2 separate regions of the Mus musculus genome follow, and region 1 is linked to region 2. The links are chromatin contacts, called in public Hi-C maps. All regions are on one chromosome and are shown on one strand. The core of a region is the stretch at or near the end of the contact, and the rest is flanking DNA. Distances in the headings are between cores, read along the strand shown. Region 1 overlaps Pah (phenylalanine hydroxylase). Region 2 overlaps Gm16271 (predicted gene 16271).

The links. Hi-C and Micro-C count contacts between places; a contact is called where the count stands out from the background.
Region 1: a Hi-C map of the AML12 cell line shows a contact between it and region 2, with 2.8 times the contacts expected there. The contact joins two enhancer-like sites. A contact is called at or near these places in 1 of 39 promoter capture datasets (liver), 4 of 15 datasets of contacts at CTCF or cohesin (embryonic stem cells, large pre-B cells, pro-B cells and 1 more), 14 of 484 Hi-C or Micro-C datasets (the AML12 cell line, the G1E-ER4 cell line, the N1E-115 cell line and 6 more) and 1 of 115 datasets of contacts at active chromatin or transcription factors (embryonic basal ganglia).

The regions. Positions count from the first base shown.
Region 1 is chr10:87,542,958-87,548,170 of GRCm38.p6, reverse strand. The region is part of intron 3 of Pah (phenylalanine hydroxylase); the gene reads right to left. Among named protein-coding and RNA genes, the nearest start is that of Pah, 24 kb to the right of the region's middle. Within about 2 kb of position 1,675, at least 12 of the 459 cell types and tissues checked have an H3K27ac peak or open chromatin away from gene starts, as enhancers often do. A contact at or near this core is called in the AML12 cell line and liver, where this site is marked.
Region 2 is chr10:87,030,060-87,035,126 of GRCm38.p6, reverse strand. It overlaps Gm16271 (predicted gene 16271), which reads right to left. Exons shown (of 5, transcript NR_165263.1): 5 at 3,242-3,630. Among named protein-coding and RNA genes, the nearest start is that of Stab2, 25 kb to the right of the region's middle. Within about 2 kb of position 2,201, at least 4 of the 459 cell types and tissues checked have an H3K27ac peak or open chromatin away from gene starts, as enhancers often do. A contact at or near this core is called in the AML12 cell line and liver, where this site is marked.

The DNA of each region.
Region 1 (5,213 bases), core at 426-2,925, 510 kb before region 2:
TCTCGGTGGTTCCGAAGTGTCGCGTTTGAAAAAATGATCATAAAAATCATATGTCTCTCAGAGTTAGTGAGGGTCAAGATGACCTCGGGGGGGTGGGGTGGGGTGGGGAGATGATTCAGTGCATAAAGCACCTTCCTAGCAAACGTGAGAACCTGGATTCACACTCACGAACTCCATGGAGAGCCAGTCAAGCGCCTGTGATCTCAAGGTTCCTGTTGCAAAATCGGAGGTGGGGACAGGAGACTCACCAGTAGCTCTCAGATGAAACAAAGAGATACTGTTTCAAAGTAGAAGGAGGGGACCAGTACCAGAGGTCGTCCTAGGAGCTCCACACTTATGCTGGGACATGTACACACTGCACACTGGGTGTGCACACATACAAGAGAGATTAAAATGATGAGCTATGTACAAGCCCATAAAGAAGTCTTACAGCAGTGTTTAACACATAGTAAGGGATTTTAAAATATTTCATCATATTATGATTCTTGCTGCTATTAGAAGGCCAAAAAAAAAAGGCCTGGGATTCACTGTTGGCAGCTTCCCAGCCCTACCTCAACTCTCCTCCTCCTCCTCCTCCTCCTCCTCTTCCTTCTCCTCCTCCTCCTCAGCCCTGGCCAGCAACCTGTGTCCTATGGAATAGAAGAACCCAGGTCCATTAAACGTTTGCAGGCTCTCACCTTGGAATAAAGCAGGAGTCTTGGGAAAAGAGACCCCGTGGAGACAAGGACCCAGTATAGGGGTAAGAATGGACAGGGGCACATGACTTCATTTCTCTTCAGAGTCTGAAGAAACAAGCAGTCTGGGGACCCCCTAAATTAAAAGTATGGAGCCCAGAGAAAGCACCTTTCGCACTCAGCTCCAAACACATCTCTGCCTAGACACCACACAGGGAAGGGTGAACACCCAAGACGGGAAGCCAGCAGGTCTCTCCATGCCCAAGGATATCTTCCTAAGCATAATCCATGTGAGTCTGAGCGAGTGCCTTGCTCCCCCAAGAGTCTGGATTTTCCTCCGTAAAATTTATGAGAGAATAAAACCAACTATCCGTCTCCTTCTTTGGTATGGGAAGCAATGAACCTGTAACAGGTGGCTCTATCGCCAGCCATTGTGTTTGAACCTCATAGCAAAGTCCACAGGTGCTTGTGGCTAAGTAAATATGGTGATTTAAGCTGCTGGTGGCCCAGCTGAAGCCCACTTTTGCGCCCCGCAGCCCGTAGGCTTGACCAATTTGTCAGCCAAAAAGGTTCTAATTACCTTTTTTTTTTTCTTTTGATGAGCTAAAGCAGGACCCGACAGGGCCTTGAAGAATTCCTTTCTGTCTTCCATCCGGACCTTCCTGGATACCATAAAACCTACCTTCTTCTCTGTACACTTTCTTCTCAGTAGGGTTTCAGCCCCACCCCCACCCCACCCTCCCCATACACAGGGGTCTCACTCACAATGCTGAGAAGAGGCACTGACCCCAGTGACCCAGGCCTTCATTTTGAAAACTTAAATCAGATTAGCTCATTAATGACCTTGCCAAATACCCCAGTGGTGGGTCAGGCTCTGCAAGCCCCTCCAGAGGCGCTGGGCTTGGGGTTAATGAATTACCGAGCCGGCTGGTGCAACAGAAGCTCTCTGTGAAGCCAGTGGCACCCGGGAGGGGGTGCAGATCATTAATAAATATTGATTTGGCTCCAAAGGAAGCAGCCTGCCAGAGAGCAGGCCCCTGGACACCCACGTTGCGGTCCCATTAAGTCAGGGTCAACTGTTCTACCCAGACGTCGAGGGGACCGCTGGCTCCAGAGTGCTCCCAAAGAAAAGGCTCCCAAGAGCTGACTTCCTGCTTCGTGGGTCAGTTAGAGTCCATTAAATCCACAGTAGTTCAAGGCAGACAGATCCCAATCTAACTCTCGTCCTCCATCAGATGTTCACCAGCCCCGGGGCTGAGTCAACAAGGCACCCAGGATGGTGGCCAGCCTGTCTCAGGAAGAGCAATAAATCCTCCGACACAGAGACCCAGAACAGAAGGATATTTTCACCCCAACTCTAGGCTCCCCCGTGTCTCCTCCGAGGCCATGGCCCCAGCCTCCTACTGAAGCAGCTACTGTGTGAGTTCCAGGAGCCATTGCGAAGGGAGAGGGCATGGCTGCCCGATGTTGCAGGTGAAGACCTGCAAGGTCTTATTCTTCCTTTAAAGAACTTACTTCTATGTCTGTTTCTAGGGCCAGAAAAACCACCATCAAGGTCTTGGCAAGAGTAAAGGAGCCAAAGCTTGGCCGGTAGGATAAGCTAACACACTCTGCATCCTGGACATAGCAGTATCTGACATGATGGGATCCTGGCGAAGCACACAGCCTCTATTTCCTAATCCGATTCTTAGAATCACAAATAGAAATGAGCGAAGACTAGGAATTTCAGTGAAACATTGAAATTATAAATAAATAATAAAATCTGTAGGGTCCTTTAAAGTTAGAGCTACTCTCCCACTGACCCTTCCAATGAGTCACGTGTCTCCATTTTTTTAAGATTTACTTTATTTTTAACCAGAGGAGGCATGTGCATACGAGTGCTATAGCCAGAGGAGGCCAGGTCATTGGGGCCCCTTAGAGATGGGGGTTACAGAAAGTTGTGAGCCATGGCACTTGGTGGCTGGGCACCCAATTCCCATCCTCAGAAAGAGTACTATGTGTTTTAAACTATGAACCATCTCTCCAGCCTCAAATATACTACATGTCTCTTACAGGTACATAGTGGCAGGTTACCCATTATATTCCCATAGCATCCAATTCTGCCTTCTAAATACTTACAGGATCTGAGATAAGCTGATATATCTCTCACAACCTGTGTTATGTTCAACTGGCCTATGTCAGGTCAAACATAATACATGTAATGCCTTATCTAACCCCAAGTCTTCCTCTCCTCCCACCTGTTGGACCAGAGACTGAGTTCAGTGTACGCAAAAGGATACTCCTCAGAAATACCGTGTCTCCCCATCATTGCCATATGTCACATCATACAACAATGACTCTGCACCAGGGTGGGCATCACACCTGCTTTCCCTCCTACTGTTAAACCCCTGATGACTGATAGATAATGTCAACCCTAATGTGGGGAAGGTTGCCACCAATTCCCTCTGCATCGCTATCCTGGACCCACACCCATGGTGCTGGTGGTAACACATGGCCTGATGTTGGCTGAAGTTGTGGATGACAGCCACATCTCTCTATGGAGGCCCAGATGTGTCAGAGACTAAGGTCCCATTCATCTGGATCACGTTCAGTTCAATCATTTTACACCCCAAGATTAGAGCCTCTTCCACGATCTTGTCCATGAAGTATAGGAAGTAGCACAGTGGGTCTTAGTTATGTCTCTCAGATGAAGAAGAAAAGGCTGGTGGGATTGACCATTGAAAGGGGACAAGTGGCCATGTAGAAAGTAGAGAAGTAAGCACTGGCCCTTGACTTTTAAATTATTGCTCTTTCTGGGTCACTATGGGGTTCCCCTTGGGCCAGTATGAATGACAAGTTGGCATTTAGTTACAATCATTTTCGAAACATCCGTGTCACATGGAGAAAAGACATTCTCGGTCTGTTCCCTCTAACTTTCACAATCTCAGTCTTAGCCCAAATAGCATGTGGTACTGCCCTCTATTTAACAAAGACTGTAAGTTTGGGGACTCTGGACCTGAACATCAGTGAAAATCATTGTGTATCTTGTTAAAAGGCTCGTGTATTAATTTACTGACAATATAGGCCCTGCGTGACAGCCTCTATCAAAATTATATCATGTAATCCACACAATCACATTAGCACCAAATATCTTCACATTTCAAATGAGATGCAAGAGGCTTAAGGAGAGCAATATAGCATTCAGGGAGCATCTAAACAAAGACTTAAAACAGTGATACAACCGTGAGTTTCCACAAATCCAAAGATATGCCATCTCCTGCAGATACAGGACCATGAGCATCTAACAGTTGTGCCTGTGAAAGCCACACACAGGGCAAAGCCAAATGTATAGGGGAAAGTTTTAATTGACAAGGGAAGGAGGAGTTAGAAACAGAATACACAGACAGAGAAAGCAATAGAAAAAAAATAAAGATGCAGGTGGTGAGACTGAAGAAACTTCAACCATCTGGACTACTCAGCCTTAAGCAGCTTTTGGCTAAAGACTCTTAGGAACCATGACTTCTTTGAAAAGTGTTCTTGTTTTAAAAGCAAATAGGCGTGCACACATGTGCACCACTTTGCCAAGTCTTGGGAGAGGCAGGTCAGAGCCTTTTATGGGATCCTACCACTGATCACAGAAATCCTAAATGAATGTCAAACATCTGTCTTACTCAGTATGGCTCTGCAGAGCGGGGATATTGAAGAAGAAAAGAGAAACCTGTAGGGGATTGAGCTTAGAGGCAAGAAATGTGTGTAATAATGATTCGTCTGTCTTCTATCAGTAATATCAACTCTATGCTAGGCAGATAAATAAGCGATAGTATAGAGATAGATAGATGGTTGATAGATAGATAGATAGATAGATAGATAGATAGATAGATGATAGATGGATAGATGGATAGATAGATAGATAGATAGACAATAGAGGATAGATAAATAGATAAACAAATGATGGATTGATAGATATATAGATAGACGATATATACAGATATACACATATATGTACTTATGTATATAAGTAGTCTGATGGTAAAACAGGTAAATGGTTAGATGGTTAATAGATAGATAGATAGATAGATAGATAGATAGATAGATAGATAGATAGGATAGACAGACAGACAAGATAATCAGACAGATATATGATACATACACACACACACACACACACATATATATATATAAACATGTGTTCTTGTGCATATATACACAGACACATGGGAAAACATGTGAATGAATGAGAGAGATGATAGATAGATAGATAGATAGATAGATAGATAGATAGATAGATAGACAGATATCAGTCAATCTTCCTGTTTGCACAGAATATAATACAAAGTAATGGGAATCTGGGTTTACTGTTTCCACACAGTATCCTGTTAAACAATCCCCATTTGGAGAAAGTCTAAAAGGTGTCCGTTTACTTTTCAGAAACATCAACAAAAAGGAAAGTCTCTCAAAAGGCCATGCCCCTAACCTCTAACTACCTAAGACACTGTGTTGGTGTCTGCTTGCCCTGGCTGCAGTCTGTCTCCATGTAGGTATTTTCCACCCCCCACTAAA
Region 2 (5,067 bases), core at 952-3,451:
AACCAGAAGTAAAGGCCACCCTCAGTTTTAATTCAAGAACAAAACCCTCACTGCACCTGCAAATGGAGCATCCAAAAGTAACCCAGGCTCTTGGAGTTCTTGTTGAAAAGCAGAAGAAAAATCACTGAGCGGGTCCACTAGCTCTTTAGAAATTTTAATTGACCCTAAATTTTAAAAGTGGGTTGAAACTCGGTGGCAAAGGGTTTGACAAGCAAGCGTGCGGCCCTGGTTTCGACAGCTTAGTGCCACAAACAAAATCGATTTAATAAATAAAGGGCAGCAAAACAATCATGCATTAAAATCTCTATGTGTAGCTCAGGCTGTGATGTCTTCTGGGGTACTTCTGTTTTGTACGATTTAGATGTTAATGCATACCATCCGTGTAGTGGCCTACCTAAACCTCGTGTCATCAGACACACCTTTAAAAAGATCTGAGACATCCTACTGTGCTCTGGAGAAACACAACTTACTTTCCATCCCAAGACAGCCAGGCAAATGTCGCTACCCCCGCCCCCTCATTCTATGACTGAAGAAATTGAGACTATTGGAGAGCTGAGCCCAAAAGCTGTGTCTTCACATCTGCCTCTCTGTGCCTTTCCCTGCACCTTATGTATGAAAAGATCCATCAACGTCACAGTCGCTCATGTGGTGGGGAACCATGACATCATGAACAAAGAGTGTGTATTAAAGCTTGTAAATGTTTGTAAGGTATAAAAATGGAAAGAAGGCCAAAAGGCAGAGGGTAAGGTAATATGGCCCAAATTCGTTTTAAGTGGGTTTCTTTTTGTACCTTGCTTAGAAATACAAACAAAATATTAACCATGATAGTTATAGGATGGCGAAAATGTTGCCTCTTCTTCCAATTTAACTTCTACTTTGAACATTTTATACAACGTGCATGTGAAAGCAGTATGGTGCCTTACAGAATAAAACCAATGCATTTGCTTGGTAGTACATATCACAGAATATGTTCTAAATTAGATACAATAAGGAAGGAGGCCGGGCATAATGGTGCAATATCACCAGCACACGGCAGGCTGAGGCAGAAGAATCAGAAGTTCAAAGCATTTTCTATGTAACATTAGCTCTGTCGATTTGACATAACCTAGAATAACCAGGAAAAGAGTATCATGAAGGATTGTCTATACTGGGCTAGCCTGTAAGTTGTCTGTTGGAGTTAATTGGTGTGGAAAAACCCAGCCCATTGTGGGTGGCACTATTCCTTAGGCAGGGTATCATGAATTGTGTAAGAGTGGAGAGAAGCAGAAAAGCTTTTGACTGTGTATGTGATGTGAGCTGTTCAAATCTCCTACTCACACACTGATGAACTATAACCTGAGACTGTAAGCTGAAATAAACCCTTTTCTCCCTAAGATTTTTTTGTTTGTTTGTTTTGTTTTGTTTTTTGGTCAGAGCATTTTAACACATCAACAAAAACACAGCAAGAACAGCTACACAAAGAGTTTGAGGCCAGCCTAGACAACAACCAAATAAATTCAGTGTAGTAAGAAAAGAAAATAGCACCGTGTTTAAGGATTATTTTTATTCCATTTATTTTATACGTATGAGTGTTTGCCTACAAGTATGTCTGTGCACCTCATGTGAATCTGATGCCATCAGGGGACATCAGATTCCCTGGAATTAGAGTTATAGAAAATTGTTAGCTGTCGTGTGGATGCTGGGATCCCAGATCCTCAGCGCTCTTCATCACTGAGCCATCTTTCCCAGACCCACTCTGCTCTATCTTTAATCACTCAGCTATGATTGATATGACCCTGTAGACTCCCTGATCTACTATGCTCTCTGGGGAGTGGGGAAGAGGACATTGTCATCTGCCAATTTGGTGACACAATTGTTAAATGTTCGTGATGCATTTGATATAGTCTGTGAGAGAATGCAGGAACATGAAGACGAGAGACACTGAAGTATTAGTATCTGGCTCGCTAGACTCCTCTAGCATGGGGGTAACGCACAGACACAAGTCTTCAAAGTGGTCGCATCAAGCCACCCCTCCCCACAGCAAGGTATAGCGCAGATCACACGACGATGGGAAATTGTGTTCCTACTGATGGAACAGGAATCAGCTACCTGTCATGGGAAGCTCAGAGTTCAGATGGTTCCTTGGCTCCTTGTGGACTCTGTCTCCTGTCCAGCAGACGTGACTGGCAGTGTGACCTCCTGGAAAGTTCTTGGCTATGTGTCATAATATTGATGATGCAAATGACTCTTTAGCCAAGAATGTTAAGTTCAGGCAACAATGACAGCTACATCCTCCGGCTCAGTGATTGCTTCAGTGTCCTTGTCTGTCACCACCCCAAACTGCTCCTTCATTTCAGGGAACTTGAATGTTCGTGAATAATCTCTTCAGGGCACAATTCTGACAGGATAAAGTTTATATTTACATTTACACGTATATTCCGTCTGAGACCTTACATCTAATTTGATTTCGCTGTGCTCAGTTGCTTCAGCAGCTCCTCTGGCCTTCATTGCTGGCCTTGTCCTTTCTGCTTGTATTTCTTGTGGGTCTGAGTTCAGAATCTCTCTTTCGCTAGTTATCTGCTTTCCACCGAGCATGTCCCCTGGGTACCAGTGACCAGTGACCTCTGGTACCAGAAGTGATCTGGGTTCTACAGCACACACTGTGTTGGGGACAGTTAATATTTCCAAAGCGGGTTTTTAAATGAACTATCTCAAGAAAACATTGTTCGTGGCACATATTTTATATCAAAATGTGTGAAATTGGGTTTCTATAGATCTGTGGTTCTCAACTTTGCCAACGCCCTGGCCCTTTAATAGAGATCCCCATGTTGTGGTGACTCCCAACCATAAAATCATTACCGTTGCCACTTCATAACTGTAAAGTTGCGACTGTTTCAGACTGAAATGTAAAGGTTTTGTGAGCTGGAGGTTTACCAGAGAGGTCACGACCTTTGAGAACCCTAGCTGTAGCTCAAAGGATGCAAAGAGCAGCAGCCTGCTTTTGTTCGCTCATGCACTGCTTGACAGGTTCCAGACTTTCAAGAGTTAAAGAAGATGTACCAAATGTGCATCTGGGGGTTGGATGCTCTAGCCCTGCTTCCCATGAACCCCAACACTGGCATGGTTTTGAGCCAAGGCCTGGCTCTTGTTGATGTTGAATCATTGCCTTGGTTTGACCACCAGCTCAGCACTTCCTAACAGATAAGTCTTTATTTCTCTCAGGCCTCAGTTCTTCACACGAAAAATGGGACAGCATGCTACCTGCTTTGTAATAAGCAGTTTAATTTGAATTAGGTGTTCTAGTTCATATTAGATGTTTTGCTTTCTTCCTGGGTATATAAGTGAATGTCAATGAAATTTTAATTCTTTAGTTTGATCCACAAAATTGTTTTATGGACCTATTGTCTCCAAAAGTACTTACTGTTATGAAATGTGTATTCTAGTGAGTGCTTCGCTTACAACAGATTTCTCTAATGTCTGTTTGCATGGTTTCCATTTGTCAGTCATCATCTTAGAGTCAGAGGTAGGATTCAAATAAAAAAAAAACCCCACAGAAGTCATTCTGAGGCTTTGCACATCTGGTTACATGCCATTTCTCTTACTTCTTAGTGTGTTGATGGTCTCGTCCTAATAGGATGAGAATCCCATGCTCTAGAATAGAGAGGAGAGGAGAAATGTTGGAAAGTTGTAATTTATGCTTTCTAACCGTGTAATTATGTCCTCAATACTTAACAAGCTCTTTAAAGACCCAGGACTGAGGACAGAAAGACTACAGAAGTCACAGGAGATGGAGGACACCAGGAGAACACGGCAGGGCTCACAAGGGCTCACAGAGACTGAAGCAGCAAACGGGATGCCTGAAGGTGTAGCCCCAGGTCCTCTGTGTATGTGCTGTGGCTGTGAGCTTGGTGTTTTTGTGGGACTCCTCACTGTGGGAGCAGGTATGTCTCTGACTCTCCTGCCTGCTCCTGAGACTTTTCCTCCTTTAGGGTTGCCTGTCCTTTTCTGGTTCTATCCTGTTTTGTTCTGTTTGGTTGATGTCTCTTGAAGGCCTGCTCTTTTCTGAAGAGGAAATGGAGGGGGGAGTGGATCTGGGAGAGGAGGTTTGGGGAGCTGGGGGGAATGGAGGGAAGGGAAAGTGTGGTTAGGTTGTATTGTATGAGAGAGGAATCTATGTTTAATAAAAATGTTTTAAACATCCATGACTAGGAGGCTAAGACCCCTTGTTGCTCTTGCATGTGACTAGGCACGGTCTTCTTTCCAGTGTTTCATTTTCTTATGATCAGTCTCTCCCTGCTGAGAAAGCCCACAAGCAGGTGTCTTTATCTGTTTTGCTCATTTATTATCCATTATTTTACTAATTATTTGTCTCCCCAGAGTCTAGCACAGTACCCACAAATACCAACGAGATAAATAATACTTTCTGAATGGATAACTAAGTGAATTAATCTGAGCAAACACATTTCATCTGGAACAAAACTTGGTGGTTTTGATTTATGCTCTCTTGAGCAAAGGCAACCTTTGACTCTCGGCACCAAACAGGAAGAGCTAGAATATTCCAGAAAACAATCCATCAATGTAGCTTTTCTCTTTTTCAGAGAGATTGATGAATGTCCTTTTTCTAAGAAAATGATTGACAACCAGACTGTTTGAATCTTCCAGGTTAAGAGACAATCCAGTGATCCTTAGTGAGTCCTTTGGGGGGAAAATAAAAATAGCTCTTTGACTTTTAAGGCTTCTAAGAAACCAGAATCAACATTTCAAGAGTTGGTGGATACCACACAGTGGCCTGTGGGAATTATACACTCTACAACCAGGATCCAAGCATCACAGATGCAGGAGATCCCAAGCCACTCCCAGATCTCTACTATGTACAATAGCTACTATGTGGACACACAGGAGCCCCCCCACAGGGGAACCACATCCATTGCTCAAGAACAAAGCAGAGAAAATCCTACCGTCTATGCTCGGACCTCCATGAAGGAGTCCATTCTTGGCCTGGAGGAACTGGGTTAGTTTCTTTTCTGGTTGCTGGGAAGAAACACCCTGACAAAGGCCCCTTAGGAAGGAAACTGGGATTTTTAGCTC